3 separate regions of the Sus scrofa genome follow, and all the other regions are linked to region 3. Evidence: chromatin contacts called from public HiChIP or PLAC-seq data. All regions are on one chromosome and are shown on one strand. The core of a region is the stretch at or near the end of the contact, and the rest is flanking DNA. Distances in the headings are between cores, read along the strand shown.

Region 1 (4,870 bases), core at 2,032-4,531, 91 kb before region 3:
AGGTCAAGGCATTGGCTTATGGATTATTATTATTATATGAAAGATCCCATTGCCTGCTGGTGGAGGCCCAGCAACATCAGCCTCAGCGAAAATTCAGTCTCCAAAGTGTATGTAGCGCTGGCACGAGGGGGACGCGTGACAGCACAATTTCCATGTGGCAGCCCAAACTGAGGCTGATGGCTTTGACACGTTCCAGCCAGCAGCCCTCATGGTGGTGGGAAACCACCTAGACACCAGCACTATCATCTCGTTTGGGTTTGGGTAAGTCCTCAAAAATTTCATAGTAGCCGAAAGACTCAGCAAGAGCTCCCAGAGACTACGGATGCTTCAACTAAACCTACAGGTAGGCAATACTTCCCTCCTACAGACTTTTTCTGGGAGGGGAAGTAAAAAAAAAAATTAAAATTTAAGCAACAGTAAATACATATTTTTATATAACTGCTCTAAGAAGGAATGTTTGCAATTTTAACATTCCTCCTTATGCATACAAAATTCCATGTAACTCTTATGAAATTATATTTCCAGTTGTAAAAGTATTTCCCATTAGTTTCAATAGGAAATCACAATTGCTTCCACATACATCTAACAGTATATCTTACTTATTTGCCCCTTTTCAAAAAGAAATCCATGTTTAAGAAGTGCACTCATCCTACACGCCATGCAATCAAAAAAAAAAATCTCTTATATATAAACAGATATGTACATCAATCTCACAGATGTCTCCATAAAGGAGTTCCACTCTGGGATGTGTTTTCTAGGGAGCTAATGGTGTATTAGGTGTAGCAGCAGACATTTTCACCCTCCCAGAGTTTCAAAATACAACACGGGGATGCTTCCAATATGATCTTTGCATCAATCATTCAGAATGATTGCTTCTTAATGGAAGACTGACCCTTGCATGGTAATTGTTTTCGATACACCCATTAACTTGTTCAACATTAGCTGAAGATGCTAGCAAACTGATGCCAAGGAGTATTGATCCAACCATTATTGATTCCTTCCAAAAGCAACATTTGGTCAAAGCCACACAACACTTTAGCTGGCAGGCTTATTCCGTCTCATGACTGACATATGTTTCCACAAAGTTAAAAACTCCCATGGTGTCAAAAAGTAATGCTCACTAATTTCATCAGTCAAATCCAGTATTCCCTCTAAGATGCTCAGGTGTTCCACATATAGGGTTTTCCTAGTCTACTTTCTGGAGCTCAGTCGTAGCAGCACAAACTGTCCCTGGGCACTGGGCTCTGACTGCTTCCTAGGCTGTCTCCCTTAGCCAGTCCAGCACAGGCAGCTCCCAGGACCTTTCTCCCAAACTCTAACCTGCAGTCTTTTTTTTCAGCCACTTTATAATCCATTATTATAATCTGTGCTTATTATCCAGACTGGATACACCACCCTCAGATGGAAGGCCCAAACAGCCCCTTCCCCATCTTGACTCAAGGAACAAAGACTTTTTCCCCCAGACTGCTCATCTCTACTTAATATTTCTATAAGTTTTCATTGGGGGAGGGGGAGGCTGATCAAAATCACTTGGTGTGTCCAAAGTTCAACAGCTTTATCACACTGTCCATACATTAAAAGATCTTTTCACAGTCACAGATAGTAACTCATTACTGGCCTTGGAGTAACACAGTGAGAGCTCTTGAACTCTCAGCAAGGAAAATGGCAAGTCAAACATGTGCTCGGAAGCAAAGGAAAAATTTGCAGCCTGGGCATAAGGGCTCCATTCACACTGCACAGAGTTCAAAGGAATAAAAAAAGGATATCTATTGAAGTGGGTTTTCCTTTTTTCCAACTTCCTTTTTCTTGGAACAGTGTATTTATGTGGATACATGTTTCACTGAAGTCTCCTTAGGCCCTGCTCCTCCATGGGGAGGAGCTATAGTGACTGTGATTGTGGGACCAGGAAGACTGATGCTCACAGTCCAGGACCTGCTGACAGGCCGGTCACTGAAAGTAACAGCTCTAGATGAAGGAATAAAACATCCCGAGGAGGTTTTACTTTAAGGCAACAAGAAACGCCAACCTTGAGGGTAAGAGGAGGTACTGTGGAATAGAACACACAGATTGGGTTACCCGGTCCTGTAAAGTAAGCCAGCAACTAAAGCTGCCGGGGAGAGGCAGCATGGCTCTGCAGAGACCTCACCTGCCTAGGAGCAAAAGGAACATTCTTTATGGCCACAAGTGACAATGCCAAGCAAACCATTTTGGCATCACAGGTCCTCTTTAAAAACTGGGTTTAACAATGAATAGACCATTTTAAAAGTCCATTAAGAACTTGAGGGAAGTTACTGTAAAACTATAGATATTTTATTATCACAAAGCATAAGAGTAGAAGAGTTGGCATTTCCTTAATCATGCCTAAATATGCAACAGGAAATGGAGAAGCTCTATTTCCTAATTTCCTGACCTAACAAAAAAAATTCATAAAGCAGAAAACCTCATCACTGCAGACGACTAATTCCATAAGATCTTTTGGGTCTGAGAACAAATAAAACTAGGAACCCAAGACGAGATACAACTTAGTCAAAATACAATTCAGCTTGAAAGGAAAAGCTAGGAGTTCCTGTTACGGCTCAGCAGGTTAAGAACTCGACTAGTATCCATGAGGATGCAGGTTCAATCCTTGGCCTCAGCGTTGCTGTGAAATGTGGTGTAGGTCACAGACACAGCTCAGATCCCGAGTTGCTGTGGCTGTAGTGTAGGCTGGCAGCTGCAGCTCCAGTCGGAGCCTTAGCCTGGGAAATTCCACATGCCTCGGGTACAGCCCTAGAAAGGAAAAAAAAAAACAGAAAAAGAAAAGCTAGACGGCGAAAAGAACTATGGATCTAAGTGAAAATGTAGGAAATTAAAACAAAGCCTTCGCTATCCAATGCAAAAGGAGAGAAACTGGTTGCCTAACCATTTGGACTGAGCGTCATCTCCAACGACAATGGAGATTCCTCCCATGGGACCCCTGTGAATGATGAAAAGCTCCAGAGCTACCTTCCCAATATCTAGCTCTGCACTGCTTTACCCACAAGCCTCAGAAGAAAACTACCTCCCTTGAACTGGGGCATGAGAGACAGAAAAATTTTTTTTTCTTTGGGCAAAAGCCTTGGGCTACATGGCCTAGGCAGCTCACATCTTGCAGAGGTTGTAAACAAGCAGGAAGACCAGAGCACAGACCCAATTCAGTAGCCTGTATCATTTACTCACAACTTAAAGCTCAGCCAGAAAGGAAACCCAAGTCCCTGTTCCTCTGAGAAAGCCAACACGTGCTCCAGCCCCCGCCCTCCTGACTTGGCCTTCCCTCCCAGGCTCAGCTCAGTTCCCACCCCCAGCTAGCACGTATTCAATGTGGAAGAGCAGAACATTTTCTACATATGGTTATAAAGAGGCTTCTGGACAAACTAGGTCGGCAGAAATTTGTCCACTGAACCAAGTCTATTTTAGTGATCGGTATTCGGAAACCTGCTCTTTGCTTCCCCCGCTTGGGTTATCATCACGTTTACACTCTGAGGCTTCAACTGGCAGCACTTGCCGGTGTACTTGGATAACCAGGAAAGAGTTAAACGTTCTTTGCACTTGACTCAGTGGCTTCCCTTCACCACACACTCCCGGATCCCACCATTCTCTGAGCCGCCTTGCAGCCAATCAAAGCAAAGGAAGGAAATTATCCTGGCCGGCTGACAGCCCCAGTGCTCTGATGGCCATATATGGTAAAAACCACTGTCAGAGCCCTGTCAGGCCTGCGGGCCGGCTGCTGTGGACATATCAGTGAACTGCAGCAGCCGCAGAAGCGGCCAAGGAAACGCACAAAGGACAGGCGGCTGCTCATCTCCCAGGGCAGGGGGGAGGGGAGGGGGAGCCAGGGCACACTCTGAGTCACAGCCACTCGCAGGAATCAAAAATAGCTCCAGGGCACATTGTGAGGTTCCTCCTGCCAGGACTTTGTGCTCCATTGTTAACTGGGGTGAGGAGGGTGTCCCCTCCCCACCCCAGCCCCCAGCAAGACTGTGGAAAACAGCCACTGGGAGAAGATGAAAAGGCCCTTCTGTGGTGCTTCATGTGGTAATGAGGCCGTGCAGTGCTCGCAGGGCTGGCAGCTCGGGACATAATTTGGAAGTCATTGTTCTGCACCTGGTGCCCTCCCCCTGCACCCTCCACCGCCCACCCCCAGCCTTTCCCGGCCCAGACCACCGACAGTGAAGGTGCTCAGCGCAACACACAGCATCTATTCCAGGAGGCGGTGAGTGAGCATCCCAGGACACACCAGGACACCGGCAGGAATACACTCCCCTGCCCCTTCCACTACCCTGTGCCCAAGGTCCCCATCTATACAAAAGGCTACAGGCCCTGTCACCCTCGTCCAAAATGGAGCACCGCTATTTGTGGGAATGGAAATTGCCTGTCAGCAGCCGTACAGTAAGGGGGAGGTGCAGCCAATGCAAATCCAGCAGGTGCTGGCAGTGACCGGGGTGCAGAGAAAAGCACCATCAGGGGACTGCCATTCCTTTTGAACCAGTCTGTGAAAGAAGGCCCTTCTTAGAACAGCGCCTGGTGCTTAGAGGAAGCCCACAATGATGTGAAATGCTGCAACTCCATCGCTGCTGCTGTCTCCTCGTGAGGCAGGCTACAGACCAAGGACTTTCTAAACCTTAAGACGATTCTCCAAGCTGCCAGAACCAGAGCCCTGACAAGCTAGTGTTTTTGTTATTAAACAAAACACTGGGATTGCTGCTATACACAATCCCTCAATTATTCAAAATGAAATAGCCTTCTAATCCCAGAGGAAGAATGCAAAGGATTAAGTGTCAATTAGACCATGATTTCTATTTTTTAGAAAATCTTTCACTCACTGGGGAAAAAAATGTTAGTGAAAAATATA
Region 2 (4,678 bases), core at 1,995-4,494, 110 kb before region 3:
TAAAACCAGCTATTAGCTAACATTTAAGTTTATGAAAAGGCTACAGTTTAAAACATTACCTTCCTCTGTATGACGATTAAAAAACAAGTAAATTTTCTACCAAAAAAAGATTTTAGGGAACTAGTTCATAAGAAATTTAGCACTTGCCAGTGAAAAACTCATGCTCAACAGTGGAACAAGTGAGAAACAGAATTTTCCTTTGTTGGGGATTTCTAAGGAGGAGACAAACAACTGTCTGTTTTCAATCGCTCAGTGGAAGGCAGAGTCTGGATTGGGAGTGGTTAGGGTTCAGCTCAGTTCTGCTGTCCCACAAAAAATCACAACAAAAAGTCTGCCTGCCATCCTGAAGAATGCAGCAAAGTCATGAATTACATGATCATTCATAAACCTGCCTTTTGAGGGCCTCAGTTTAGGACATCACTTAATTTCTCCTGAATGCTCATTCAACAAATTTTCAACAAGGCAGGGAGTTCCCTGGTGGTCTAGTGGTTAGGACTCGCACTCACTGCTGTGGCACCACATTCAATCCCTGATCTAGGAACTAAGATCCCACATCAAGGTGCTGAACGCTGTGATCAAAAAAATAAAAGTTAAAAAAAAAAAAAAAGCCGAAAAAATTAAAAAAAAAAAAAAAACATTTAAAAAAAGGAGTTCTCGGAGTTCCCGTCGTGGTGCAGTGGTTAACGAATCCGACTAGGAACCATGAGGTTGCGGGTTCGGTCCCTGCCCTTGCTCAGTGGGTTAACAATCCGGCGTTGCCGTGAGCTGTGGTGTAGGTCACAGACGCGGCTCGGATCCCGCGTTGCTGTGGCTCTGGCGTAGGCCGGTGGCTACAGCTCCGATTCGGCCCCTAGCCTGGGAACCTCCATATGCCGCGGGAGCGGCCCAAGAAATAGCAACAACAACAACAACAAAAAAGACAAAAAACAAAAATAAATAAATAAATAAATAAAAATAAAAATAAAAAAAGGAGTTCTCATGGTGGCTCAGCAGTAACGAACCCAACCAGTATCTATGAGGATGTGGGTTCAATCCCTGGCCTCGCTCAGCAGGTTAAGGATCTGACATAGCTGTGAGCTGTAGTAGTGCAGGTCGCAGATGTGGTGTAGGCTGGCAGCTGCAGCTCTGATTCAACCCGTAGCCTGGGAACCTCCATATGTCATGGGTGAGGCCCTAAAATATGATGATGATGATGATGATGACAAGGCAGATGTGAGCAAGCACGAGAGGCAAAAGGAATCTAGGAATCTACCTGGCCTCCCCTAACCCCTCCCCCAGACCACTGCCTCTCTCCACCGAAAGGGGCAGACTCTGACCCAGGCCCCTCTCCCCTGGGGGAATGGGCATCTGCTACCATCCATCATTACCTCTTTGCTTTCACCCTGATACGCACCATTTTTATTCAAGGATTTATGATCAGTAAAACTGCTCCACACTGAACTTGGTTATCTGAATATAAAACAGGACTAAAATTTTGAACAGAAGGAACAGAAAACAACTAATGATTTGATCAAAGCACAAAGTCGGGAGAGGAACAATTATGAAACAGGACTTTGGTGACTCAACAGGAAATGCATTTTGCAAGACGAATTCTGACCCACGCTTACAACAGAAAGAGTAGTGATATACCACCTGACGCCTCCAGATGGCAGTGTGACCACTGGCTGCTGGATTTTTCCCACAGGGATCGTAAAACCTTCAGTGCCTGACCCACCATGATTAAATAGTGCCTTTTCTAAATCCCTAATGAGGCGTGGAGTGATGGGAGGCTTTGGATATAACCAGCATTTCCTGCTTAAATATGAGGGTGGAAGTAGAGCTCATAACAGGACTTCATCTTCTCCTTTCTCTAGTTTCATCTTTTCCTTGGATTGCCAGGAGATTTTGATGGAGCAAAACGCTTATTATGCAATTTTGAAAACGAGAAACCTCTCTGTCCCTCCTCTGTCTCACTTTTGGCAGATTCAATGGTCTCCTCAACAAGGCTTATGCATTTTCATCCAGGCACCTAACCCATCTCACGATCTCAGTCACTCAGCCATGTAGCTCTTTCCTTGAGTAACCACCACAGCACAGGCCTGTTACCAGGCAAGGAGGGAAGGATAACACAGGCTCCGCTCTCAAGGGGTTTACAATCTAAAAAAGCAGAGGTGTCTATGAGACTGGAAGCCAGACAGCAAAGACAAGCAGCTGGCTGGAGCAAGGGCTCTGAAGCCAGAGACCTTGGTGCAGATCCTGCCTGGGGCCTCTTACTGTGATGGTCCTGGGCAAAGAGCTCAACATCACTGCGCAGGGAAGAATCAGGACCTGTACTTCCTAGGGCTGCTTTGAGGATTAAATGCATTAACACTGCCTGGCACACAGTCACCTCCAATGCAGTGCAGGGGTGAGGAATATCCTGATTCTGCTATCAGCTGCAGGACCTTGGGGACATTCACCTAAACATTTGGGGCTTTGAGTTTCCTCATCTATAAAATGAGTCTATAATAATGAACCTGTCCTCACTGGGCGTGTCTGGAGACCAATGTGGTAACATGAATACAAAGCACTCAGAATAATGCTAAGGCAGGCTGTGGGTTAAGTGTTAGCTGTGGTTATTACATGTCCTTTTCACTAGGAAACCACAGTCTACGTCACCAGTGTGACGCTCGGGTAAGCTCAGTGCTGAGTAAAAATTAGGTTACCTTCTTGCTACCGAAGCTTGGTACATCCAGGAAGGCTCCCGGAGGAGACAACCTCTAAGGATGAATAGGAGTTAGGTGACAGGTGGAAGCAGGAAAGATGAAATGGGAGAAGGAAGGAAGGAAATCAAGTATCCAGTTTAAAAGCAAAAAACACAGACGCAGAGAGCAATTTTCTAAAGAGTAGATGCTCCAAAAAGGCTGGCTGAGGGGCATGACGGGGAAAAGCACCACGTATAAAAGACAACACAGGCACAAGGATTCCCACGGGAAGACACAGTGACAGCAAAGCCTGTGTGATGAAACGCAAAGACACCGGGCACTCTGGCCTGTGCTGGGAATAAAGGCAGCTTGTTCTCCAGTGGGCCTTGGGGAAGAGCCGCACATCTGTAAGTCCTTCCACACGAGGCCAACGCCCCCCTGGTCAGTGCCTGCTGGCCCTGTTCACAGGCCTGTTGTCACATGCTCTCTGCTGCTGCCAGGAATGGCCTTCCACAGACTGAAGAGGTCATGTGGAGTCCCATTCAGTCCCTGTCCGGTTTCTTGTGTGTAACCTGGGACACAGCCCAGGGTGGTGGTGGAAAGGACCTGACCTGGCTGTCAGAAGACATGGGCTCCTGTCAGGGCTGGACACCAACTGGCTACGTCAGCATTAAGAAAGGACCTTACTCCTGAAAGCCTTGACTTCCCTGCATGGTACTGGGGACAGCATCAGCTCTGCTTCCTCAGGGGTAACTGGAAAGGTCAAACGAGTTGAATCACGCTGCACCCCCAAGCACTACCCGAATGGGAAATACCGCAAACAGGGTGACCTTTGACAAAATCGTCACTCCTTGGGCCTGTGCTTCCTGAGCGGTAAAGCGGGACATACTCCTGCCTTATTGTGCTGTTAACAAGGATTAAATATAGTCACCACATAAAGGTTTCAAACAGCGCGTGGCAAATAAAAAGATCTACTACATGTTCACCATTACTTTTCTTGCTATAACTGTGACCACTATGACCTCAACATGTATTTTACATCTGAATGTCAGGATTCTGTGGAATGAAATTAATTTGCCTTTAAATTAATGCAGCCCTGTACCCAACTACCTAATTTATGTCCAAGATATCCTATGTGTGAAAGCTCTAGCTAGTGCCTGGGCCAATTAGCACAAATGAGATCAGCTCTGATCTCTAGGCTGGTCCCTTAGCTTTTCTCAGCTCCACGGCCAGTTAGTACGTTAATACCAATCAGCTTTTGCAAAAACATATGTGGTGAGTAGAAAGGCAAACGGACATCCAGCATCCTCTGCTGTGCATCGCAGCACGGCAAGCACTCCAAGCTATCCTCTTTCCTCTTGGGTTTTTTCTTTGCTTTTCTTAAAAAGTACTGTGTATGTCTGGAATGTTTTACATGGACAACACATTACTATAGTAACATTAGGTCTTGTTTTGCTTTGAAAGAAAGGGAAAAAAACACCATCAGTCCCTAGGGCTTCCAGATGAAAAAGTGAATCAATCGGTGAAAACCCAAACAAGGTTCTGGAAAAATACAACTTTTAAGCACACGTTCAGGAACCACTGCCTCACTGGCATCCTTGTCCCAAATGAATTTCTGAATATGGAAAAAGGATAGGGCAAGAGAAGCATTCTAACAAGGACACAATGAGGAAGATTTTAAAAAGTGGCTTTCTCTCAAGTAGTGATTTTAAAGTATAAACTTGTTTGATGGTTTTATTTCTCCAACACAGCACAAATTGAAAGCAAACAAAACACAGAGTGTTTCCAAACACTGCTTCTCTATTTTAATCACCCACCAAGAACTTGCTACTGGGCTAGGCACTAGAGTTACAGCCATAAAAAAGACTATTCCTCCCAAAGGCCATATTTTTTAAAGGCTAAGGAAACCAATTCCAGAGGAAAAATGAGGGAAAAAGCTGATCTGAAGAGACAGGAAGAGGCTGGTACTCTGTAGCAGCTGCAGAGCAGCACGACCCCTACAGAAGCCACTGATG
Region 3 (4,978 bases), core at 1,126-3,625:
TAATACTGTGGTATTATTTTTATAATATTTTTTTTTTATTTTTAAATTGCTATTTTTTTCTTTTTTGGCCACTCCGCAGCATATGGAGTTCCCAGGCCAGGGATCAGATTGGAGCCACAGCTGTAACAATGCCACTGTGATGGGCTGGGGATCAAATCTATGATCCAGTGCTGCAGAGACACCGACGATCCTACTGCACCACAGCAGGAACTCTACAACATATTTTTTCAATGTAAGGGTTAAAGAACAAAGACAAAAGGCTTATAATAAAATAAGGTCAATGAGTCGCCTTATGAACCTTGGAGGATCACCAGCATCTTAGGGCTGGGGAGTTAAGAGGAGAGAAGAAGAAACATAAACAGACCCGTCAACTAAGGATGCGCTCTCGTTGTACGAGAGGGAGTATCACAGTCATTCATGGCTGCCTGCTTTGTGTGCATGTTCCAGGCAAGGCCAAGAGGGCCCTTGGATGATGGGCTATAATTTAAGGTCAACGCTCTGCAGCTGTGAACCTGGCCTTGAAAGGCTTGGTTAGGCTACAAATCCCTAAAGGGCTCAAGGAGGTAAGAGCAGGATGTGCCCTCCGCCCATCTGTCCAGCTGCTCTGTGGCTGACAGTAAGGAGTCCAGGGCTGTCCTCCAGACCCAACAGGACACTCCTGCTTCCCCACATGTGGCCACAAAGCCAGTGGACTCAGCCTGTGGCTTCCTCACAATACTGGGCTGAAATAGCCAGGGAGGTCTCAAACAGACTGAAGAGAAAAAGAACAGGGAGACAGTGAGTCCTGGAATCCAGCAGGGATCTGCCTGGGGTCAATGGGGCCCCCTCTGTGGCGCAGGATCACTGGGGGGCTCTCTGCACCAGAGCCCTGAAGGCCAACAAGACCTGGCCCCACTGCCAGGTATATATATGATATGGGACATGTTAACTTCTAGGGTCAGTTCTTTATACCTTCCGCCATAAAAGGGAGGATCATCTGTCCTTTGTAGACCTTTTTTGTGGTGTGTGGGGGGGCAGGGGCGGTGGTTAGAGATTTAAAAGCAGATTTAAAAGGAGTTCCTGTTGTGGCTCAGCAGGTTAAGAACCTGACATAGTATCCATGAGAATGCAGGTTCAATCCCTGGCCCTGCTCAGTGGGTTAAGGAACCAGCATTGCCGTGAGCTGTGGTACAGGCTGGCAGCTGTAGGTCCGATTCGAACTTCCATATGCCATGGGTGTGGCCCTAAAAATAAAATAAAATAAAAGCAGCTGTGTCATCATCGACTGCAAGCTGGGTCTAGCGAAGAATCTTCATGGAAAGCTCCCAACAGCCCTACTGGGAGGATAGGTTCCTAACTCAAAAAATGGGGAATAAGGCTGGAACAGCTCGACGGCATGGGCGCAGGTCTGCCCCTGCAATCCTTGGAGCTGCCCTGCAGCAAGGTCTGGCTCAGAGCTTGGCACAGAGTGGATGCTCAGGAAACTGGGCAGCCTCGCACCCAAGCCTCACACAGTCATGCTGTGGATCAGAAGCTGCGCACCAGTCCCTCCAGCCGAGAAACAGCTTTGAGTGTGTGACGACACAGTCAAAACAATCCCTCCTGGAAACCACTAATCAGACCCCAAACAATGGCTGTTTTTCTCAAACTGGCTGCCCCTGAGAGAGGCAGAATTTTGGCTGTGCCACCACCAGGCCGAGCGGGAGCACCTGGGTGTATGGACAGCGGGCGGCCTTGGCTGGCTTGCCGGCAGGCCTTCTGGAGCTCGGTTCTGCCAGATCTTCTCTGCAGATGGGCACCCACCTGGCGTCCAAGATGCCTTCATACTCAGACAGCTGCTTCATAAAGCCCGCATTGGGACGCGTGATGCTGCGTTTCTGCTTCACGTAGTTGTATGCTTTCTCCAGGGGCCAGCCAAATTCCTTCATGGCATACGCTATGACCGTGGATGCCGAGCGACTGACACCCATTTTGCAATGGACCAGGCACTTGGAATGGTTCCTCCTGCAGTGGTGGGGGGTGGGGGTTGGGGTAGCAGGAGAATGATGCAATGGATTTTTTTTTTTTAACCCTAAAGTTCTCTCATTGCCCAAACCCTCCCAGGTCCTGATGTTTATACAGCAGACGTCCACATACCCTCCAAAGGAAATGACTTTGCTGCAAAATTAATTAGCATACAATGGGAAAGCGAGATAAATCTGGCCAAATTTTGTGGGGGGAGAGCTCCCCAATTGGGGCAACTTCAGGGACAAGGGGGAGTCTCCCCATGTGGCTGGGATAGGCCAGGAAGGAGATCAGAGCCCCTTGGGCAAGAAGCAATCGGGCAGCGCAGGGGTAACCGCAAAAGCTACTCGGCTGCCAGAGCAGATGGAGATGGGGGACGGGTTAGTGTAGAAAAATGAGGTCAGTGAACTAAAAGCCGCAAGGCCCTTGGGAGAGAGAGATCCTTGGCAGACAGGAGGGTCAAGGAGCCAGCATGAGGCCGGCAGCACTTGACCAGCCACCAGAGAGAAGCCACAGAAAACAGATGGGCCGATAGGCTTTTTGTAAGGAGGCGGTCCCGGCCTGGGTGGGGCTGATTTAGCAGACATGGTAAGACCAGGAATACTTTCTCTGGATGTCGCCAGCTCAAAAGTGTGAGGGGGCACCAGGCTGGTTAGAGCTACACATGTGAAACTTTATTTGTACAGGAGGTAGGATGGCCGGCCTGCTTGCCTGTTTACATTAGAGGCAGCCTATCTGTTAGGTGGGAGCAGGCTCCTTTCCTATACCCCAGGCTTAAAATTTACCCTTAAATCCCAGTGGGTTTGGGGTTTTTTTTTTTTTGGACTGCTGAAGTCTATCCTCAGGACCAAGGGAACGAAGATTTAGTCCTACACTATAGAACATTTTTTTTCTTTTCTTTTTCTTTGTTTTTGCTTTTTAGGGCCACACCTGGGCATATGGAAGTTTCCAGGCTAGGGGTAGAACCACAGCTGTAGCTGCCAGCCCACGCCACAGCCACAGCCACTCTGTGTCTGCAACCTATACCATAGCTCACGGCAACCCGGGATCCTTAACCCACTGAGAGAGGCCAGTGATCAAACCAGCACCCTTGTGGGGGTTCTTAACACACTGAGCCACAAGAGGAACTCCTTAAGCTCTGATCTGGAGGGGTGCAAAGCAAAAGAGGGGATGTCACTTCACAGCATCTCAAAGAGGTGTCTCTTTCTAGTCCTGACCTAAGTAAGGCAGAGTTGTTCTACAGGAAGATAAGGTGAGGACAAAAGACGGGTCACAGTAGTAACAGGCCTGGGCCTGGGCAGCCGGGGACCACCTCTGTTCCATTCTATGGGAACAGGAGTGGCAGTGACTCAGATGGAGGTGGGCCATATCTCAGGGCATCTGTCCGAGTGGATCCCTATAGGGAGGTAGCCCCAAAGGTGCTCTGAGTCAGGTATGACACACCCGCCCTACTCTGTCCTGTGGCTCAGAGACTCCCCATGGCCAAGCTCCCAGGGTGTCCATTTTGTAAGGGGCCCCTGCCTGGAGCCACTGCTGGTGAAGAAATGGGGGTCAAATGTCACGATAGGTGGGAGAGAAGAGCTGGAGAAAATCAACAACTTAGTCCCTTCGGTGCCTGGGGTCTTATGGTCTAAAACCACAGGCCCATCACACATCCCAGGCCCCTCAAGCAAGGAGGTGGCTGTGGGCTGTGTCTGAGGTCACCATTGATGTCTGCCCACTTGGCAGCTGCCAGTCAGCTTCTTCCCCAGCCTGGTTCTCTGGTTTCTCTGCCCACTTACTTTGCTTTGTTTATAAAATGGTACGCCTCGTTCCAGTGGGCGAGGAGGTCTGTAGTCTCTTCGTCATAGACTCGGATGTTATGATATGCAAATAAGCCAGGGAAAAAGTTATCGATTTCTCTAGTGACATTTAAAATGTAGTCAACACTGCAATGAGAAAAAAAAAAAAAAAGAACGAATTTGGAGAATCAGAACAAAGATTGACAAAATACAAAGTCACAAAAAAACCGAGCAAAGACTAATGTCTTTATACACATTTAAAAAGGGTCTGTGTTTGTATGGGGGGACTTTTGTTTTTCCCTCATTGTGGTTTTTTTTTTTTTTTGTTATCTTCTAAATGCCCTCTATATGATAAAAATACATCACTTTTCTAACAAAAAACAAATTTCTGTATAAAAACTTACAAAAAGAAGGCTCAGTCCAAAGCACTGCAAAGTAATGCTAACTACAGAAAATAAACATATATACTACTCAGATACATTTTTTTTACCTCTCTTAAAAGTTTCAAAATTCAGAACAATTATGACTATACACAGGCTTAAAGAAAAAAAAAAACCAAAAAAAAAAAAACCACCAAAGTTTCCATTTTAAACAGTTAAAAAGCAAGACTATATCTGTCCATTATTTATGTCCTTAGGAATTGCCTTAAATCCTTTTGGAAACAAAGTAGGCTATAAATAAATAAATAGCTGGGAGGGTCTACTAACTCAGGTTCCGTAGTTCTCTAACCTTAATACTTACATTCCTGGAAGACCAAAATAATTTCAGAAGTTTGAAAATCCCTCAAATAGATTTCATTAGAGAATACTTATAAATGTTCTGAAGAAAAAAAGAAAAACCTTTAAAATTATTTATTTGTTCCCAGCAAGATAGAAAGCATTGACAGGATCACCCTACACTTTGAGATCACTTTCTGTTGAAAGAACCCATCCTAACCAGTAGTTATAAAGATATATTTTAAGATTTGTTTAGTCTTGACTTTTAAATGCAGTAATTCAAGAAGGCCATCATGTCAGACCCACAGAATGGTGATTTTGTGGCTGTGTTGTTTAAAAAAAAAAAATGTCCAGCCATCTGTTCTTGAAGGTCTAGATTTAAACATTTTGTATCCCTGCCGCTGAGTATTTCTCAGACTGAGACAGGCAGGCATATGCTTCTGGCCAGCGTGAAGTATTTAGCTCTAAGATTCCTCCAGGCTTGAAAGTGCAACCTCA

Evidence for each region. HiChIP or PLAC-seq counts read pairs in DNA pulled down with a chosen protein or histone mark.
Region 1: an H3K27ac HiChIP or PLAC-seq map of skeletal muscle shows a contact between it and region 3. The contact joins two enhancer-like sites. A contact is called at or near these places in 3 of 47 Hi-C or Micro-C datasets (embryonic fibroblasts, mesenchymal stem cells and omental adipose tissue) and 2 of 2 datasets of contacts at active chromatin or transcription factors (alveolar macrophages and skeletal muscle).
Region 2: a contact with region 3 is called in an H3K27ac HiChIP or PLAC-seq map of skeletal muscle. The contact joins two enhancer-like sites. A contact is called at or near these places in 24 of 47 Hi-C or Micro-C datasets (alveolar macrophages, blood, brain and 14 more) and 2 of 2 datasets of contacts at active chromatin or transcription factors (alveolar macrophages and skeletal muscle).

The regions. Positions count from the first base shown.
Region 1 is chr14:42,105,997-42,110,866 of Sscrofa11.1, reverse strand. All of the region lies in intron 2 of CORO1C (coronin-1C), which reads right to left. Among named protein-coding and RNA genes, the nearest start is that of CORO1C, 46 kb to the right of the region's middle. Within about 2 kb of position 3,281, at least 75 of the 83 cell types and tissues checked have an H3K27ac peak or open chromatin away from gene starts, as enhancers often do. A contact at or near this core is called in skeletal muscle, where this site is marked.
Region 2 is chr14:42,125,372-42,130,049 of Sscrofa11.1, reverse strand. The region is part of intron 3 of CORO1C (coronin-1C); the gene reads right to left. Among named protein-coding and RNA genes, the nearest start is that of SELPLG, 31 kb to the left of the region's middle. Within about 2 kb of position 3,244, at least 37 of the 83 cell types and tissues checked have an H3K27ac peak or open chromatin away from gene starts, as enhancers often do. A contact at or near this core is called in fetal skeletal muscle and skeletal muscle, where this site is marked.
Region 3 is chr14:42,014,293-42,019,270 of Sscrofa11.1, reverse strand. SSH1 (protein phosphatase Slingshot homolog 1) reads right to left here. Exons shown (of 16, transcript XM_001929329.5): 12 at 3,765-3,911; 13 at 1,783-1,983. Among named protein-coding and RNA genes, the nearest start is that of CORO1C, 46 kb to the left of the region's middle. Within about 2 kb of position 2,375, at least 10 of the 83 cell types and tissues checked have an H3K27ac peak or open chromatin away from gene starts, as enhancers often do. A contact at or near this core is called in fetal skeletal muscle and skeletal muscle, where this site is marked.